Linked DNA regions of Anser cygnoides: region 1 is linked to region 2. A link is a contact called in public Hi-C data. All regions are on one chromosome and are shown on one strand. Each heading gives the region's core, a stretch centred on a gene start, on an enhancer-like site or on the middle of the called end of the contact. The rest is flanking DNA. Distances are from core to core; before and after follow the strand shown. Region 1 overlaps LOC106029739 (epoxide hydrolase 1-like). Region 2 overlaps TMEM63B (transmembrane protein 63B).

Region 1 (5,109 bases), core at 881-3,380, 530 kb before region 2:
AATGATTTATTTGTCCAGGTAGAGAATTTCTCCAAAATATATGCAGCAAGCCCCACCGGGGAGTCATTCACTCCACAACCTAGTTCAGGAGAACAGCAGAGCTTTTGCATTTGCATGGCATTGTAATACTTCAACTGAAGTTAAACTGGACTTTCACAAGTTCCTCGGAGTTTTACATGAGAATTTGGTAGAGAGGTTGTATTTAACTAGCCCTGGCAGTACTTTATTCTTGATGAATTTACCCCTGTGGAGTTCCAGCTGTAAGTGACAGTGCTGCAAACACACGTGGCTCCTATGCAAGAGAAGCAAGGAGCAAAACCAGACCTGTCAGCTTCCTGTTGACATGCGGCAGGAGCACACTGGGATGTAAAGGGATTACACTGTACAAAGAGTTTTTAAATAAACTATTTGGGAATGCTGTCCTGCTTTGGATGGGTAATCAGGACACTGAGCACAGTTCATCACCTTTTATGTAATTTAAAGAGTGGAGTGCTGTGTATCCACTACCTGTTCCTGCCCTTTGGGAGCACTATGTTATAAATATTATAAAGGTAGTACATACGTATCACATTATCTCCATGTTTTACTTGTAAAACAAGGATAGTATTTACTTCAGTAGTGATACAGGCTTGCCTTCAGAAAATTCCTTAGCAGTACTCTAGGCTGTAATTTTAGAGTATACTAAGCATTGTGTACTTTCAGGTGCATTTTAGTGTGGCTTCAGCACTGAATGACTTTTTAGAAGATGATGCACACCACGGACTGTTTAATAGTGGGCCTAGCGGAGTAAATTTGTACATTGGCACAACAATTTCCTGCATGTCAGGCCCAGAGTAATGTGCTACAGATTGAAATCATATAAACGCTTTGGCCAGCAACAGTAGGGCAGTCTTAAATGCGTCATCCAGCATAAAACCCATCTGGAGATGAGCATTTTCTGGGCTGAAAGCTGCCTCTGAACTACTTTATGGAGTGTCTGTGGATTAGACCCTCAAATAGCAGACTCGTTTGCAGCTTGTTACTCAACCTGTACCATATTCAACATGCCACAACTGGTGCCGTGTGAAAATACTGTGACTTTGCTTTAAACTTGCCTGATAAGAACTGAACTGATAATATAGATATTTCTTACAACTGAGTAGGGAATATATATTTTTTTCATATTTATTTTCTACATTTCACAATTCTAGTGTGCTAAGAAGTCCCTGCTGTTTTATCTTCCAGGTTACATAGTCCTATACTGTGTACAGTGTTTTTATGGAAGCTGCTTGATCACGCCAATTTGCCTTTTTTCCCCCCTTTTTGTATTCTGATTCTAAAGCACGCTTATGAAACAGGGTGAACAGGAATGCAATGGATTCTGAATATCATGGATTTGGTATTTTGTCTTGGTCTTTTTTTGTTGTTTTGTTTTATTTTATTTGACAGTCTGTAAAATGCTCTTGAACTTTGGCTGAGCTGGCTGACATTTGAAAGAACTAACCATGACTCATGGATTTTCTTATATGGCAGCAGCCAAAGAAGAGCCCATTGTGATTTCTTCCCCTAATTGCTTTGCACTTTGGTGACATCAAATTTTATTGGCCAATTTATTCAACTAGTCAATTAAATGTTTTCGCAACTCTCTGCAGTTATCTTTAGATTAAACTAAGCCCTGGATAGCACTCAATTTTTCACTTAACAATTAACTTTTCTCTGTAGAGAAATTAGGATCATGCTTAATTGTACAGGTGCCAGCACAGATTTTTGTGATACTCTCCTCACCCCTGGAACTTGCTTACTTATTCCTGTGTTCAGATTCTCATGTTAACCAGTTATTAGTCATGAACTTAGTCCTATTCTAAAGGCAGTTTCATTTTTTGGGAAACATCGGGGAGGAACCTCAATAAAACTTAGTTTTTGGAATTTGCTCTCATTTTTGAACCCTGATTTTCTTGTGATACTATCACCTGTAAATCAATTTTCTTCTTTAAAATAGTTCTGCCAGCTTACTGATCACAAAGACTAGACATACTGATCTGTATTTTTCCAGGGCTGCTGTCCCACCACTTCTTGTCTATTTAAAACAAAACAAACAAAAAACAAAAACAAACAAAAAAAGCAGCCTGGTATCTTGCTTGCCTCCTTTTATTTCTTTGGTATTGTGATGAGTTCAAGCAACAGACTAGGTATTATTTAACATTTCACTTTCAGTTACTTCTGAAAGTTTCAGTGAATAGCCAGGCTGAGATACTATTCATTCTGTAATCTCTGCTAGTGACACCAGTCTGATGCAGTTCTGCTGTCTTTCCTAGTGAGAGAAAGTACTCAGAAGAATACCCCATAATCTTTACTAGTGTGGACTAATACAAATAATTCATTTAACCTTTCTGAGATGGCCGTATGTTTCTTCTGACTCTTTATCTACTGGCCACACTGACTCTGTCAGCCTTCTGGCTTTTAAGATTTAGGGCTGAGTCTACCTTTCTGCAAATTTCACATTACACTTGCTTATGATCTTTTTTTCATGTTTTCACCCATTTTTATTTCTAGAAGCTTCAGTTTCAAGACCCTACGCTTCACTTTAAGAGGCTTTTTGCAAAGGGGTTCTTTCCTCAAGAGAAGTGGTACTCCATTTTAAACAGTTTTAAAAGTGATATTTGCAGCGTCCAACTTTTTTTTTTTTTTTTTAAAGACAGGTTTTGGTCCCATGTCTTGCATTCAGTCACCGGAATGCATTGCTTTTCAGATGCAGTAGGCCTTTGTTCGACTATGAGTTTTTTTTTTTTTTTTTTTTAAATACCATGAGCAGTTTGTATACTATATATAGCAATATAAAGAAGGTTCATTACCTGCAGTGTCTGGTTTGGTGGCTTGGATATGTAAGTATCCAGATTCTCGCAGAAGATCATACACATTCTTCTGCATGAAGGGGTACATCCGTCGAACGTCTTCCCTAGTGAAGCCTACAAGCCATGGTACGTAAGCCCCAAGCATCACTTGAACCAACTTTTTAAAACCTTGCATGGTGATGAAGACAAGATTCACATGAATCCCCTTCACAGATCTAAAATCAAATTAATTAATAGAAAGTTAAATCAATAAACTTTCTGTATCCAGATTTTCTAGAAAGTAAGTCTGACTGGTGCTATGATAGAAGCATTTCATAGAGTCAGATATATCAAGCCCTGAAAGAACCTGAAAGGTTCGTTGTGGTTATCATGGTTCAAAAAGATTGTAGGAGTTAGAAATTATACAGCTGGTGCCATCTCCATTCAGCTGCGCCACTGGTATGTGATGCCAGTTTTTAGGTGTTAAATGCTGAGCTATGATGCCATCTTCCACGGAAGGTATTTTGTTTCTTTTCTGATCAGGCTCCCTCAACTTTGCATTTTAGATGGGAAAGTGCTATACTCTTCAGCTGCTGAAAGGATGAGCTCCTTTGATTCCCTTTGCTACTCACTCTGGCAGCATCTGGGCCATGTTTGTAGTAATTCGAGATCCCCAGTCTCCTCCCTGAACATAGTATTCCTTGAAGCCCAGTCTCTTCATCAGCTTGTGAAATATCCGAGCAGTTGCGCGGCTGTCAAAGCCTGTAGGTAAAGAGAAACACCACACAGGAGACCCGTTTGTCCCAGCATGCATTCCCTGGCCAAAGATCACGGCCTGACAGAGGCAAGTGAGTGTGCTGCTGTGAAGGCACTGCTCCACCTCACTCCTTGACAATAAACAGAACTCCAGACGATGTAAATTCAATGCAAAGAGGAGAAAGTGGAAAGCAGAGATGGCTTCCAGCTACCACTGCCTTCCAAATCTCCACAACCAGCCTTAGAGCCTCAGTCACGTCAGCATACGTGCAGAGCCAAGTTTACTGAACCTCAGATCCAGAATCTGCCTTCCTGCATTCACAGGCTTCAGTGCACAGGGGTCTGGGGGATAGCTGAAGTGTTACACCAAAAACCTTGCGATTCCGATGGAGCCTCTTCATCACTTACCTTTCTGGTGCGGAGCCTCTGAGAAGCCATAGCCTGGGATGGATGGGCAGATGACCTCAAACACCACATCGCCATCACCCAGGCTGTACTTGGCTGGCTCTGTGAGCAGAGGGATGATCTTGTAGAACTCGTAGAAGGAGCCAGGCCAGCCGTGGACCATCAGGATAGGTTGAACAGCTCGTCCATGAGGGACGTAAGGAGGCTTCACATGGATAAAATGGATATCAATCCCTGCCAGACATCAAAGAGATAGATTAAGCTCTGTCTCCATCTCAATTTCTGTTCTGGACTCTGAAGAAGGAGGTTGGCAAAGTATTAATTAGGTTTCATGGCAGAAATTATACAGTCAACTAATGGCAAGAAGATGCCCAGCTGAAAGGGGGATGCCTGGCATTGTAGCTATTTCTCATCTTTTGCATACAGACCAAGGTATTGATCTCAGCCCCAGAAATTGGAGTTGCAGCAGACTGAGCATCCCTCTCCTGAGAAAGTGGTTTCACAGTAATGGGTAGAGCTACACTTAAATTCACAGCATAATGCAGGGAAGACATTGGGCATTACCACACAAAAACATGACATAATGACATGAAAAAATATTCTAGCCTTAGAGCCTGGATAAATTTTGCAGTCTTTAAAGGTGTCTTCAAGGCATCACTAGAAGAAAACAAGAAAACCTCATAGTTAATTAGCACAGGTTCTGAGCCAGAGGAAGCCCATTTTGAAACATACCTAAACTTATTGCCAATGTATGATGGTCTCAATTTATACAAGGTTATTAATAATGTGGGCCACAATAGTGATATTTCCCTTACATCACTAAGCTGTTATGCATACTGTTGTCTTAAATATTCTAACATCTTACAGTAGCCGTCAGGGCTGGGCTTCCAGCAGCTCCTTGTGTACCACTGGCAAGAGCAAAGTGAGGGCGGCTGGTATCTGCCAGAGAAGTGCCCTGTGTTGGACCAGGGAGCCACGTGGACCTGCTTGTGACACAACGACCCCCTCACCTTCGATGGTGGTGTGGAAATGAGGGTATTTGTTCAGGATTTCCACTTGCTTGTTCCAGTCGAACTGGTTCCTCCAGTAGGCCACCACCTTCTGCAGGTAGTCGGAGTTGAAGCCGTAGTGGAAAGCT
Region 2 (5,273 bases), core at 2,121-4,620:
TGGCCTGGCGCTTCAGACAGGGCGGCTGGCTGGGGGTGAGCAGTGCAGGGAAGAGAAAGGAGTGGGGTGATCAAAGCAGTGGAGACGTGCCGTTTTAGTGAGTTCCCCAAATGCGTGCAAGTGGCTGATCCCTTGGTAGGAAAAGTGCTGAAAGTGCACGGCCGGTAAATAGGAAACAAAGCAGGTTCCAGGTAGCTCCTGGGGGGATTTGCTGTTTGGGCTGTGGCACGTGTGCTCTGTCTGTTGTTGTTTGCACTGCATCTCCTGGAGCAAGAAAAGGGATTTTTGGACCTCTTCAGAGAAGGTGTGCTGCAGCCCATCTAAGCAGTGGTGCGGGCAGGGCTGTGTGTTGTGGCTGAATGGGTGTGTGGACCGGGAACACCCAGCCTAGTCCTGAAAAGCTGCTGGAGTGCTGTGAGCCTGCCTGGCCCACAGCAAGTGTGCCTGCCTGCTTTTTCCTTTGCACCCCACCCATCCCCGTGGCTGTTTTCAGCTTGCCCAATCATCCCTATCAACCTCTAATTGCCTCCCAGCCTTTCAGAGCATCCCTGAGCTCGTCCCTCCCTAGATGCCATCTTGCGCGTTGCTGATTGCAGAGCCCTTCTTTCCCAACACCAGCTCCTTGCCGAGCTGGCTCTGGAGGCCCCAAGCAGAGCTTTGGGGCAACTCCCTCTCCTCCTACCCCAGCACCGGGGCCTCGTTAGTCCTGCTCTGTCTCCCCACATAGAGGTGCATGCATGCTAATGCCCCGTTTTGCCTGCAGGAGCCTTACGCAAGGTGGATTTCGGAGTCAATGAGGGTTTGAGATCCTTAGGACAAAGTGTTCTTTCTCGCTATTTGGAAAAAAAAAATATCTTCACGTCAGTGTAGTGAGGAAGGACTTCGTGGGTGAGGGATGCTTCTGGGCTCAGAGCAGGGCGCTTAACTCCTCTGCCTGGCAAACTCACCCATCGGTGCCATCGCCCCGTCCTTCGAGAGCAGGGAACGTACCCAGTCCTGAAGAGCCTGAGCATTGATCTTTGATGGAATTAAACTAGCAGTGGCAAAACTTCACAGTGCACAACGCTGCTCGCCTGGATGTGCAGGCAGGGAGCCACTCCGGCATCTCCCTGGCTGCCCAGAGCTGACCTGAGCCGGTGGGGGCAGACTGAAACTTGTGCCTTTGCAGTTACTCCTGTAAGCAGCTGGGGAACCATGCAAAAACATCCTCAGTTTTAATCCTGTGGAACCCTCGAGCAGGGACAGGACAGATGTAACTCACCCAGGAGGAGCGGGTGGGCATGGGCCTGCTTCCCAGTGGGCGTCTGCATGCGTTCACCCCAGCAGGACCCTGCCAAGGTGAAGGCCCAGCACCCGAGTGGCTGGCCAGCGCTGCCCAGGGCCTACGTCTGGTGATGTCCTGCGGTCCTGTTGTTAACACGATGTGCTCCAGCCAGGCCTTTGGGCTCCAGGCTATAACTGGACACGCATCAAGCCGTGGCTGAGGCTTTCTGGTAAAGCCACTGGGACCGCCCTCCCTGTGCCCCTTAGGAGGGGTGGAAGCTCAGAAATCGATCCGAGCCTCTTAATCGTCCTCTCCAGTCCATTTGGAGCTGGTAAGTGCGATGGCATAGAGGATGGATCCAGGAAATGACAAAGGGGAAAGGAGCCAGGAGGTCCATTACCCTCTTGGTGGGATGGGAGGTGTGCTGAGTGTTTGAAGGCAGGAAAGCAATAGCTTTCTCTGAGAAGGAGAGGAAAATGCGAGGTTCTAAAAATGAGCCTGGCATGGAGAGACAGCTGGGCTCAGCCAGGAGGGAGGAATGGAAAATGCGGTGGTGGCTTTAGGAGGAGCCAGGAGCTGGCACTGGTTGTTCTGCCTGGATGGGCTTCAAGGCTCTGATCCGCCACCATATGGATGCTCAGTTCAGCAGCATCACTGCGGGGTCTGTTTCTAGCTGCCTGGTGGGGGTATGCCTTGGGCAGCAGAGAGTGCTTCTTGCCTTCTGCTGCTCAGGAGCCTAGCTCCTGGACAATATCCCAAAACAAGAGGTGGTCACGTGTGCCTGGGCTTTGTAACCCCTCTCCCACCCAGCCCTGCTTTGAGACCCGTAACAAACTTTGTTGTGCTCGTCTCTGCCTGCCGCCGAAGGCAGTCAGATGTCCTTGCTGCCTACATCCCCTGAAATCCCATTCCTCTCTCCGTGGGGGTGGCAGGGTGGCAGCTGGGGGCTGTGCTTGCCAGAGGCCCACCAGCCAGCAGCGTCGTGGTCCCTCTGCAGGAGACAGGCACTGCCTGAGCCCCCCTGTCACAGCCCCGTAGCAGCCAGCAGCCCTCCATCGAGCTTCTGGAAGAAGGTCACGGGCTGTCGGGAGGCTTTTGGAGACCCCACATTAAAGCAGGTGTTGAAGACCATATGGCACTCGGTGCTTCCAGAGCCTGGAGCACGCTGAAAGGGGATGTTCGTGCTCTTGTGTGGTGGATCTAATCAACAGGAAGATCTACCCAGAGCTTAGGGGTCTGATATAAAAAATATATATACTGAGCATGCCCTCGAGTATGATCCCATTGGTGAGGGAGCTGCAGGTGATCAACCACAGGTCACCCTTCCACTGTCTCCTGATCCTCCCATGACAGGAGGGGGATCCAGAGCGCTCATGCTCCCTTGACTCATCTCACTTCCACCGAGAGAGCGCTTGGTGTTGGTAAACAGCGTGTTATAAATAGGTGGCTGATGCTATATTGGGAGCTTTGCCTGCTGTCGAGCGCAGGCGTCGCAGGACCTGGGCCTGGGCGCCGTGAGCACGGCTGTGGTGTGATGAGGCCGCAGTGGGCACGGCTGGGAAGCTGCCTGAGCACCAGCTCTGCTCCACCTGGCCCTGGAAAGGTGTCCCCAGCCCTGCTGATGTGTGGATGGGGGCACTGCGGAGACCTGAAAGTGAGCGGGATTCAGCAGGAAGGAGTGATGTGCACGTGGCTGCTTCGGGCTGCAGGTGTTTAATGCGGAGACAAGGATGCCACAATTTGCAGTAGCGGGGTAAAGCTTTGGGCCCAGTCACACATGGGTGTCCCTACACGTGTGCCGTTTTCAGATGAAACTCAAAACCCACAGCATTGCCAGGACCACGGATGTCTGATGACCTGCTGTAAGCAGGAGGTGACACGCGGGTGTAAGTGCAACGTGGAGCCCAGCAGGGTCAACCGTGGCCCCAGCGTTGCACCCTGCCCTCCGCCCCACGTGCGGCGGCTGGCCCTGATTCCCCTACTCGGGATTCCTCGGAGGCTTTGATCGGGATGCCAGTCAGGTGGCATCAGAGCAGGGCAGGCTGCCAGGGGGGAAATTCCAGCCTTGCTGCTTGCTTACGGGGCTGTGGCGCGATTACCCTGACAGGCCTCGAGCACAAACAAGCGGGCAGCTTGGCGGCGGCCGGCCGGCCTCACGGGGGAGGCTGGAGGAGGTGCTGCCCTCCTGCCTCCTTGTACTTTTCCACGGCCTGGTTTAAGGCAGGTAAACCTGCCTGGTGCTCTGCTGGAGTGTCGGGCTGGCCCCTCGGAGCCATGAGGGCGCCTAGGAAGCGCCAGGCTAAAGGCCCCCTGGGAGCATGCTGACTGGTTTGTGAGGCGAGGCGGTGGTGCTGTGCCTTCTCCATTGACAAAATGTCCTTTAAATGGTTCCTACCTTACCTCTGGTGAGTGGCACGAGTCTTTCTGCACGGTGATCTGGAAAGGGCGTGCTGGGAGGACTGTCATCCATCACACAGTAATGGAGCTCTGCGCTTCGTGTCTGGAGATCGCCTTCCCAGCAAGAGGTTTTGGGGGGGTGGTTTTTTTCCTTTTCCGTTGTTTGTTTTTTTTTGTGGAATACCTATGGGGTATTTTGGAAAAAAAAAAAGGCTCTATAACAGCAACAGAAATGCAAAGGCCGTGTTTGTTGTGTGTGGCAGCGTTTGCCAAGAGCCTGATAAGCCCTGACGCTAACGCTGATGATGTGTAGCGAGTCTGGCAACAAGGTTCAAGCGTGTCCCGGTATGCAAAAATGGGACAGCTACGAGGATGTCTGAATGTTTGTTGATTTAAGTGGGGTAAACTGAATTTCATCAGAACAGTTGGCGCTTCTCGAACTGCCGTGTTTATTTAAAAACAAAGAAAGCTCGCTTTCCTCTTCTGCTGCAGACAGTTTGAACGCCATGGGAGGCAGCCGTGCTGGAAGGTAATGGGAAATGAGAGGGTAGGCCAGGGAGAGGGGACAAGGCTTTAGGTGTTTGGCCCCACTGTGACTGAAACAGTGCTCTGTGACCTCTCAGGGTATGAACACAAAGGCAGCATGTGGCAGTTGTCGCTGTAAAGTGTACCACAGGAACCTATTTCTCATCATCAGAGACAAATTCTGGTTAAGCTACTTGATCTTTGCTGCCTCTACCATGAGATGCTCGACTGGGGCTGGGCTGATAACCAGTACACGTAGCCTGGGGTCAGTGAATGGTCTTGGAAAACAGCTGGTGCTTGAAGCAGAGCACAGTGCTCGAGTCTGTCCCTTTTTAGGCAAACACTTTAATTTAGCTGTGTGTTTAAGTTGTGATCACTTCAGTGAGAGCATTTCAAGATAAGTGTGTACTTAGGAGCTTTCCTGAGCAGGGGTGATTTCTTTTGCATGAGGATCCTTGGAGAAATATCTTCACAAGCATTAGCCCGTACGGCTGCCAAGGCTAGATTTGTGTTGGGAGAAATACTGAACAGCAACCTCATCTGGGTTATTAATTAGTAATTAAACTCTGAATGCCATTATCCATTAATTGTTGCTATACTCCTGCTACTGTGATGCGTTTGGGAAGGCCAAACTTTACTCCTAAAAGGAAAACTCTGGAGGGATTGTTTGCTGGTCTGTCATGTTGCATTAGAGGCCGCAGCTGCAGCTTCAACAGGTGATTTGTCATTTCGTGTAGTTGTCCTGTTGCGGTGTGTTGTCCTGATTCAGAAACGAGAGATGGAACAGCACGATCATCCTCTCCAGCATGCCATCCGGCAGTGATCAGCCTCCTTCAGGTCAAGTCAGGATTTCAGTGGTCTTGGTATGTGCGAGAAGGGGCTGTGGGCAAGAGGAGCCCGTGTTACCACCTGCAAGCCTTCGATGGACTTTCTTAGGTTTGATATTTGCCTTTGTGGAGCTGTGCTCCGCGTAAACAGTGACTCAAAGTGGCTTTGCCCAATTAAAGTACCATTTCTTTGTTTATCCTAACGTTGAGATAGGACTCCAGATGACACAAGGCTTGCGCTGCTGCGCCTCGCCTAAAAT

What was found. A called contact is a pair of places that touch in the nucleus more often than the background predicts.
Region 1: a Hi-C map of liver shows a contact between it and region 2, with 2.6 times the contacts expected there. The contact joins two enhancer-like sites. A contact is called at or near these places in 2 of 7 Hi-C or Micro-C datasets (both in liver).

Annotation. Positions count from the first base shown.
Region 1 is chr3:34,444,987-34,450,095 of Taihu_goose_T2T_genome, reverse strand. It overlaps LOC106029739 (epoxide hydrolase 1-like), which reads right to left. Exons shown (of 11, transcript XM_013171012.3): 5 at 4,982-5,109; 6 at 3,975-4,205; 7 at 3,443-3,572; 8 at 2,832-3,046; 9 at 1-79. Among named protein-coding and RNA genes, the nearest start is that of MAD2L1BP, 8.6 kb to the left of the region's middle. Within about 2 kb of position 2,130, at least 1 of the 3 cell types and tissues checked has open chromatin away from gene starts, as enhancers often do. A contact at or near this core is called in liver, where this site is marked.
Region 2 is chr3:33,919,623-33,924,895 of Taihu_goose_T2T_genome, reverse strand. All of the region lies in intron 1 of TMEM63B (transmembrane protein 63B), which reads left to right. Among named protein-coding and RNA genes, the nearest start is that of MRPL14, 7.9 kb to the left of the region's middle. Within about 2 kb of position 3,370, at least 2 of the 3 cell types and tissues checked have open chromatin away from gene starts, as enhancers often do. A contact at or near this core is called in liver, where this site is marked.